Regions from separate parts of the Mus musculus genome. Here regions 2 and 3 are each linked to region 1. A link is a contact called in public promoter capture Hi-C data. All regions are on one chromosome and are shown on one strand. The core of a region is the stretch at or near the end of the contact, and the rest is flanking DNA. Distances in the headings are between cores, read along the strand shown. Region 1 overlaps Hs3st4 (heparan sulfate (glucosamine) 3-O-sulfotransferase 4). Region 2 overlaps 3100003L05Rik (RIKEN cDNA 3100003L05 gene). Region 3 has its middle 80 kb from the start of 3100003L05Rik.

What was found. Promoter capture Hi-C pulls out the DNA fragments that hold promoters and counts their contacts.
Region 2: a contact with region 1 is called in a promoter capture Hi-C map of hippocampal neurons, with 2.4 times the contacts expected there. The contact joins two enhancer-like sites. A contact is called at or near these places in 2 of 39 promoter capture datasets (hippocampal neurons and liver).
Region 3: a promoter capture Hi-C map of hippocampal neurons shows a contact between it and region 1, with 2.6 times the contacts expected there. The contact joins two enhancer-like sites. A contact is called at or near these places in 3 of 39 promoter capture datasets (embryonic stem cells, hippocampal neurons and liver) and 1 of 484 Hi-C or Micro-C datasets (the G1E-ER4 cell line).

What each region holds. Positions count from the first base shown.
Region 1 is chr7:124,346,087-124,349,113 of GRCm38.p6, forward strand. The region is part of intron 1 of Hs3st4 (heparan sulfate (glucosamine) 3-O-sulfotransferase 4); the gene reads left to right. Among named protein-coding and RNA genes, the nearest start is that of Gm23168, 150 kb to the right of the region's middle. Within about 2 kb of position 1,610, at least 25 of the 459 cell types and tissues checked have an H3K27ac peak or open chromatin away from gene starts, as enhancers often do. A contact at or near this core is called in hippocampal neurons, where this site is marked.
Region 2 is chr7:124,679,941-124,682,917 of GRCm38.p6, forward strand. All of the region lies in intron 1 of 3100003L05Rik (RIKEN cDNA 3100003L05 gene), which reads right to left. Among named protein-coding and RNA genes, the nearest start is that of 3100003L05Rik, 28 kb to the right of the region's middle. Within about 2 kb of position 1,486, at least 12 of the 459 cell types and tissues checked have an H3K27ac peak or open chromatin away from gene starts, as enhancers often do. A contact at or near this core is called in hippocampal neurons, where this site is marked.
Region 3 is chr7:124,787,035-124,790,230 of GRCm38.p6, forward strand. No RefSeq gene overlaps it. Among named protein-coding and RNA genes, the nearest start is that of 3100003L05Rik, 80 kb to the left of the region's middle. Within about 2 kb of position 1,932, at least 16 of the 459 cell types and tissues checked have an H3K27ac peak or open chromatin away from gene starts, as enhancers often do. A contact at or near this core is called in hippocampal neurons, where this site is marked.

The DNA of each region.
Region 1 (3,027 bases), core at 360-2,859:
ATTGTCCCCCCAAAATACTTACCTGTCCCATGCTTCTGTGGAGTGGCTCTCCCACCCTTCTCCCCAAGGAACATCCCAGTGGCCACACTCTGCTATCTGGTCAACCACTGTGCTGGGTGTTTACAGGAGTGCCTTGGCCTTGTACATTCTAGATTGTCTTTGCATTATGGTCATCTCTGGCCTCTCAGAGGATGAATCAAAGCAGGAACTGCAAGATACCTTAGGCCTAGGTGTAAACTTTTGCCCCTTACTTTTCACAGCTCTTTGGTTTGACATTGCTGTGACCAACAACAAGCTTGTACTTAAGGCAGGAAGGAAATAGATTCCATCTTTGGTGAGGACCAGGTACAGAATGTTGTAAATTAGCATGGTCACAGAAAGTGCAACAGCCTAAGGACCTTTATGACAACAGCCACAAGTAACTGGAGATTGGCTTGTTTTCTGCCCACTTTTGTTTCTGCCCAGACTGCCTCTTGTTGCTACCATCTCAAACCTACCTCACCACCTTAGCCTCATGGTCTTCAGTGTTTTATTCTGGATTCATTGCCTCCTGACATGTGGTACAAAACTGTGTTTTTGTGCCTACTCCATGGGTAGCACGCCAACCCCAGCACAGCATGGACTTTGTTGATTTTGCTTGCTTGGCATATCCCTAGGACTCAACAAATACCTACTGCATGCATTAATTGAGTGAGTGAGTGAGTGTGTGTGTGTGTATATGTGTGTGTGTGTGTATGTATTTAAATGAATGGTTATTCCAAGCCCTCTGATAACCCTCAGAGATGAACATGTATGTATGTGTCATTGGATGGTAGAGTGTAGCCTATAAGAAGAACAAGTAGCCAAATAAAGCCTATTGCAAGAATAAGTGCTTTAATAAAGCAAAAGCCCCCAAACCAAACCAAATGAAACCAAACGAAACCAAACCCAGACCTGTGCATGTGGCCCAGATCTCAGCATTGTATATTTGTTAGTTAGCAGCAGCCAATTTACTGAGTCTTATTAGATAGTCTTGGCTGCTATGGTTTAGTAATGTGCAAAGTATTATGCTTTAGAGAGATTAAAATTATTTTCAGCATTAAACAGGATATAGCTGAGCTGATGCACAGATATATCTTGAATATAGATCCCCAGACCAGAAAGATTATAAGACATTAAATCTATGTAAATTCAACTATTCATTGATGTTTAAGCAAATTCAACAAGAGATTTGACTTCAGGGCTTCACAGACAAATAGATACGGTTAGGGAAAAATGCATATTGCTGTCTTGAACCATCCTGCTGTATTCCCCTGGAAAATTCCACAGCTGAGTGGCTGTCTAACAGGTCACAGTTGAGAGCCCAAGCAATTATGCCAGAGTGTGTTAATAATAAAACAGGGAAACGACTATGTTTCTCTTGTATGAAGATGAAAGCAGCTGTTGATACCAATTCAGAAAAATGATAGGGATAGGAGCAGCCCTCCTTGTTGTCAGGACGAAAAGAAAGGACCCCCTCCCAGGAATGTCTCAGCCCCCTTTGCTGGTAACCAGGGCTGCAGGTGCCGTCGTCAACATGTCAGTCGGTGGCAGAGGCAGGCAGATATAGCTGACAAAGGCTGCCCTGAGCTGGAGCCTGGGTAGTCTGAGACATAATAAACGAGCTGCCTCTGCACGATAAACGACAGCTGTGACTAAAGGAATAAACAGAATAATCTGGACTTACATGAGCCACAGGGGGCTTTTGGCAGCATGCAAATTCGCAAACTTATCAAATGTAGCCTCTGAAAATGAAGAGCTCTTTTGAAACCGGCAGTCAAGGGGAAGTGGTGAAGCTGACATGCGTGGAGTTGCTCAGGAGCCAAGGCTGGCAGAATGGAAAGCCCTGCTGTTTCCATGGGCCTGTCGATAAACACAGAAATGACAGCAAGGATAGCAGTGAACTCTTATTGGACTCTTGCTCTCTGCCGGGCATTTGATAGGCAACGTGTAATTATGACTTGTCACAGAAACTTAGTGGGGAGAGCTGTACAGATGGGCAAACTAAGGCTAAGCTAGGATTTGTCCTTGGCTCTGTCTGATTCCAGAATGTCTACTATCATATGCAAAGCAATTCATATGGAGGAGGAGCACCAAAGAACGTCCTCATGAGGATATGTCTCGGCTCTTCCGTGTGCCTGTTCTAGACTCTATTTCAGATGATCCATGAAGGTGTAGTGCTGAGCTGCTTTATCAGAGGAAACCAACGATTGTAGCCACAGAGGGAGATCTGCTGAGTGCTCGGCATGTTTTGTGTGACATTCTGTGTTAACCATGTTTTGTGTGATGTTCCGTGGTAGCCATGTTTTGAGATAATGTAATGTGTTTTTATGTAACTGTCCTAACAAATACCATAAACCCGGGTGCTGTTGCTAACCTGGCTTTAAAGATGAGGACAATGAAATACCATGTGGGGAAACTGGGAGGGAGGAAATTTAAAGCTTCATCCCTTTGCTCTTCTGAGCGCTTCTCCATGGCTCCACCCCTGCTTGGAGACTGGAATCAAGAAGCCAGGGCAAGCTGAGCATGGTTGTAATTCCAGCAGTCAGAGGCAGGCCAGAGGCAGAGAGGATTATAAATTCAAGACCAGTCTGAGTTACACATCAAGGTCTGGCTTCAAAAAAAAAAAAAAAAAAACCAAAACCAACCAAACAAACAAACAAATTAAGAAGTCATGGAAGAAAAGCACCCTCTCCTTTTTCCAGCCAACATTTTCTAAAGTTCTGGATTTTGTCTTCTTAGCTACAAGGGATTTAGAATACAGAATAGAACAAAATCAGACTCCACTTCCCATGAGATATCTGTCTTTTACTACATGTGCACTTGTGGAATGAATGCAAGGATGTGTTACCTGATAAAATCTAGGACAGATAGATCAGATAGCCAAAGTCTTAAGCAGCTGATTTAAGTCTAGTTCTGCTAAAACACCGATCTGACTCTATCTTTAGGTATGGATCCCAAGAAAGTCCAGTGAGGGAGGGATGGACAGAAAGAAGAGGAGTGGAATAG
Region 2 (2,977 bases), core at 236-2,735, 330 kb after region 1:
GCTCCAGCCCAGCACCCACAGGTATGCATGGCTGTATTGGACAGTGTGGTTCAACCTTGTTCACTTGCCCAGGAATGCTCTGTTCTTTCCATTTATCATAGTTGTCATTGTTAGTATAATGTGTAAGTAGTAACTTTATTAATCATGGAGTGATTTTATTAATGACCTTATTAATTACTGAAACAAATGTTTATTGAGGAACTACTATGAAGTATTCCTTCCAGTGTAGACAGTGTCATATGGTTTCTGTAAAGCATAGGGTAGGCTGCATGGAATACAATTTCATGTGCAGTGAATGTTTGCAGAGTGCAGCTTCACTGTGCTCTAACCTGCACACATGCACACAAGCATAGCTAGGACATAACCACTGCACAGTGATGCCCTGCACAGATGTGCATACACACACACACACACACACACACACACACACATGCACACACAGAGCTATGATTTGCTTTTACTGTCCTAGAAATAACCCATCCTTTGATGGCTGCTGCACAGTGAAGCTCACAATGAACTGTGTTTAACAGGACCATTAATTTATTAGGCACTCACTTAAGACGGTTGAACCACATTAGAGCAAATGTGTTCTTGGGGGCTCTGTGAGGGCTGTGTTTATTTTCTAAAAGTTGCCATTAGGTCTAGATGGTGGGAAGACTGCCAGAGGCCACATTATGGGAGCCCTGGTCAGTCTCCTGTGCCATGTGGCTATAGAATTAGTGTGCTACTTACTGATGGGCAATCCATCCCTTAACAAGGTCCCAATTTGGCTCCTGGAATAATGAGATGAGCCTTTAGGGACCATCCATCTCTCTCCCACAGCTGAGGGCACTTCTGAGGAACATGGTCCCTTAACTGGCTTATGATGTAGTGCAGCTGAGCTGAGGCTGGTACAGCTCATTTATTTCTCAGGGGCCAAAATGAAATTTTCAGTAGAAGCTCCTCCCTCCTCCCATGAGGCTCTGCCAGGGCTGACATATTTGAAAGGGCTATATGTTAGGTAGTGAGGGGTTGGTCCATATCCCAGATCTTCTGAACAATCCTAGACAGGCAACTTATTCTTCCTAAACCCTAATTTTCCGCCTAGTGAGACAGAGATCCACATGAGAAAACAGTATTAATTGAGAACCTACTCCAATCATTTTATAGGTTAAGAGACGAACTAATTCACGTGAAGTCTATTCTCAGGAACATTGACCTATAAGCTCAAGTGATCGCTTTGAATGAAGGCACATTTCGGCCAATTTAGATGCTGGGGAGGCATGAGACAGGGGCTGTGTCTTGTTGGGCATCTGGGAGAGTGACAGCTGAGTTGAGCTCTGACAGATGGCCAGGTGTTAATCGGTTAAGCAGGGTGATGGTGGTGATGATGGCGGTGGTGGCAGTGGTGGTGGTGGCGGATGGGGAAGAGCTATGCCAGACGGAGAGAACAGCTTGTGTAAAGGCCTGGAGACTGGAGGGAACACGGTGTGTTTAGAAACCGAAATCGAGCCAGAAGGCCTGGCGCACAGACAAGGAAGGGCTGTAAGGTGGGCGGGAAGAGGCTCCTTAGGGAACCTAAGTAGAATGCTGAGGACACCTTGTTCAGAACTGGGGTCACATCTTATGGAAAAGAGAAACCTGTTGGAGGTTTTAAGCAGCCTTCGTGGTGTTTACACATAGCCATCACTCTGCCAGTGGAATGGGCGCAAAGCTGGAAGGAGACCAGACTGCTACATGTGGAAGGAAAGATTGTAGGAAATGTGATTTTATATAAATAACAAAGACTTATGCTGAATCAGGGACAAAAGACTGGAGAAAGTTAAGCTACATGATACACTGAACAGAACTGCATCAACCAAGAGAAGAGGCTCTAACTAGGACTCCCACTCTCCCTGTCCACACTGTCCAAGACCACTTACTGCATGGGCAAGTGATCACTAGTGGCAAGCGATACCCCAGACACTCAATAGACACTCATGGTGCCCATCTGTCCCCTTAAGATCTTTGCCAATTGAGTCCCACCAGCTCTGTCACAGCCTCAAGGAGCTGGATTCAAATCCCTTTCACCTTCTTCCAGAAGCTTTCAAACTTCCCACTTTCTAACTTGAGCCTCAAGTGCCAGCAGGCAGCCTTGGGCTGGCAGAGCTATGGGAAGAATCTTGCACAGCTTAAGGCTGGGAATAGCTGTGCCAAGATGTTTCTCGATTCTTCCTCCTGAAGTGTCTGACTCAGTGTGCTGCAGTTTTTTAAATTATTATTATTTAAACCTATTATTTGTGAGTTTTGTGTATGAATATAATAAATTTTGATGAAATCTGCCCTCTACTAGCTCTGCTCCAGCTCCTCCCATGCTTCATCCCCTCAACTTCTCCATCCAACTTCACGAACTCATCTGTTAAAGCCATTGAGTGCACTCGTACTGCCTGTATGTGAAGGGTGTAGAGCACCCTCTAGAACATGGGCAGTCTAAAGTCAAGCTGATACCGACTGTTCTTCATAGAACCTGGCCAAATCCTGCTGCTCTTGAACTAAAAGGAGATACCCAGTGGAAACTGAGCATCTCCCTTCAGACCAGGAGAAGGGAGGAAACAAACCAATGGGAGGATAAGAAGGCGCTGAAACTGACAAACTACAGAAACAACTCCCATAGGCTGTGTGAGGAAATCCCCACATTTAGGACCCCAGTGTTCTGATCTGTCAATTAGAGCTAGTGGTGGGTCCTCCATTGGAGTTCTGTTGAGAAAGAAAGTGAAAGTCTGTGATGGAAAATGACAGTCAATAAAGTACTTGGGGACAAGGAAATAATAAATGCATAAGTAGCCCAGCAGGATGGCTGTGAATTCAATCCAGCCTGGGCCCAAATCCAACTTTTGCCATTCCTGACCTAAGTTGAAGATAGTGAGGGAAGGCACTCGCCTTAGCATCCCACCAGCACTAAAGGGTAAAACAGTTCAGGGCTCTAACCTCACCAAGCTTATATTTCCAGAGAAGGAAG
Region 3 (3,196 bases), core at 682-3,181, 440 kb after region 1:
AGCTTTCAAACCAAGGACAAGGTCAGCTGATCACAGTATAATCATTTACCACATCATTGGAAATGTGTGTGTGTGTGTGTGTGTGTGTGTGTGTGTGGTGTGTGTGTATAAGTGTGCCGCGGTTGGGGAGGTCATGACAGTGCTCTTCTTAGAAGATAACTGATCAAGTGGGATTATTCATGATGTACGGATGGCAGGTACTATGTGATGTGTTATCAGAAAATGACTGCACCCTGCCTTGTTCCGAAGAAAATAAAGACATTCCATGGAAACTTTCTATATGGACTATCTGTTCTACAGGACTGTTCCCTTCTTTCTCTCATGTTTCCCAGAAGCCTGAGTTGGCAGCACAAAAGCTGTGTGTCAGGCATTGGATGCCACAGAGAGCTACCGTCTTCCCATCACAGAGCCAGAGTCTGTCTGCCATGTGAACTTCTGGAGTCTTCCACTTTTCTTTAGCTGCCAGAATCAGGCTCCAGGCTCCATTAGTCTGGTCCATACTTTAGCATTTCTATTTTGGGTTAGCAGGCAGCTGCCTGGGAGAAGGAGACAGAGAAGCATGGGTATTCTAGGAGGTAAGCTGACCTCCAAGGGCTCCTCAAAGTTTCTCCAGCAAAGAAAAATCATGAACACAGAATAGAGTCTGTCCCTGAAGTGGCAGAGCTGGGAAACACTTCCAGCATCATGTTTTTTAACCCTCTGCTTTGACCAGGATCTCTAGGGAGAGTAAAGGAAATCCCAAGATAAAGGGGGCTCTGGCCTGGGAACTGAAACATCTCCACCTTCACGTGCTTGTGCCTGTCCTGCACATTTCTGAGAACTACTTGCCTGTGCTTCTGGCACTGCCCTCACCTCAATAGGTCTTGTAAATCCCAAATACTTCTTCCAGTTGAGTCTTCATAAGCCATCCATCCATCTGTCCATTGCTCTCACATTAAGTATCAATTACCAAAATAAACTGATGCTATCCAAGACTGGCCTTAAAGAGCATCAGTCACATGGGCCCAATGTAGACCCACGCCTCAGGGGAGCAAGGTGGAAGAAAGAAACTAAAGGTTGTTAGGGAGTTCGGAACCCCTCAGAAAGCAGCAGGTATGTGAAACAGGCCTTGGGGGAACTTGTACAGGTGGGCCAAATGCAAAGAAAAATGGGTGTTTTTTAATTCAGGTTCTGAACAGTTCAGTAAATGTCACTTTGGGTTCACCCACGGAAGACAATTATTCTATCTCTGTCTCTAAGAAAGATTTCCAAGTATCTCATTATGGATGATATACAAGTTCTAGTCATGCATTGGCTGTCGAAGTCATGTGGGTCTGGTACACTGATTCTTGGTTATCTTCAATAGAGAGGAGACTCAAGCCAATAAATATCTCAGGAAAGTAGATACCTAGACCCAGATAAGTGAATGAATAATCATGCTTATAAATGCTTAGCTGCTGTGTTGGTGTGTCTCAGGAGAGGTGTTGGCTGCCACTGGGACACCTGGACAGGGACATCTGCACAAGAATGAGACCATAAGTGAGGAAACAATAAAACATAAATACCACCAATCACACCATTTTAGCACCCAGATGCATCACTGCCTGAAGTCATGTCTGGCTTATACTTTCCAACTACATGCATCAATTGGCTTCCCTTTCTGTTCAAAGCAGCTTGGGACAGTTTTAGCTGTCCACCACCTGAAAACTGCATGTTGACTCTTAAAATTATGTCTTTATTTTTGATGCTGGGGACCCAGGGTGTAGAAAGTTGTTTGAGAAAAAATTCAGCCTTGTCAGGATAATACAGGTTTCTCTTTAGGACATTCTAACCTATAGCCCTGGCTCTCTGTGTCTAGAGCTTTCTCCACCTACGGCTTTATACAGCCTCCTTTTAAAAATAACTTCCATCTGCTCGCCTGCCTGCAGCTCCTGCTCCTGCTTCTATTTCTGCATCGTGAGCTTCCCTGCACCAACCCCCACACCCCTGGCAATGACTAAGCTTTAGCAATAAACCCCTCAGCACAGTCTCTCTATCCAACTTTTGCTCTCCAGGTTCCATGGCAGTCTTCCCTTAGCTCAGTATGTGATCCATCAAAGACCTTAGCCACATTTCTGGTCTCACCTATGAATAGTAGGAATGGCATAAACAATTTCTTGACATCCTGAAGATAGATGGCTAATAGAGAAGATGTCAACCCATCTGTGCTCTTTAGAGATTATCCCCATCGTAATGGTTTAGGAAAGGAAGCTGGGCCAAGTTGATTGTAGGTAACAGGGATTCGTAAATTCTTGGCTCCAATAAAGCCAGTAGTCACTGCCAATTTATTAGGGGTTGTACATCATGCTAAGCATCTCTTCAGGTCTGGGTTTATTTCTGACCACCACTTGTTAGGTGTGTTGCTTATTCCTCTCATTGTTGTGACCAAATAACCCATAAGAAACAGCTTAAAGGAGGAATGATTTGTTTAGGGGATACATTTTATAGTGACATGGAATCATGAATGGTCTGCCTTAGAGGCGCCGGAAGCTTTGCTCTAGCAGTCAAGACACACACACACACACACACACACACACACAGAGAGAGAGAGAGAGAGAGAGAGAGAGAGAGAGAGAGAGAGAGAGAGAGAGAAGCCAGCTCATCTATGTATGTCATCTAGGCTCCATGTCCAGAGTCCTCTACAACCTCCCAAGACAGCACCACCATCCTACCATTTGGAAACCAAACATTTAAACACATGAGCCTGTGGAGGACATTTCACATCAAAGCCATAAAATTCGGTAAACAATAATCACCTCCAATCAGACACGAGGAGGGGGAGTTTGCTCCTGCTGCAAGTTCTAGTGCTGGTATTCCTGCTTGCATAAAATGCTTGACTTTTCTGATAGTGAGTCATGCTCTTGCTATGACCATTGAAATGTGAGTACACAGGACATGTCTCAGAGCCAGCACCCAATTCATCAGGCTTCCTCCTTCCTTTTTTTTTTTTTTTTTTACTTTTACAGATGATAATGACATCAACAACCTGCAAAGGAACACAACTCAAGGCCTCCAATGGGTGCTTCGTGGATGCACAAAAGAAGCATGAAATATGGGGCTGGGGATGTAGTTCTGAGGCAGAGTGTCTACATAGCAAGCATAAGACCCAGTATTCTGTCTCTAGTAATAAATAAGAAACAAGAACCATGCTTTTATGGGTTAAAACCTCTTAAAGTTG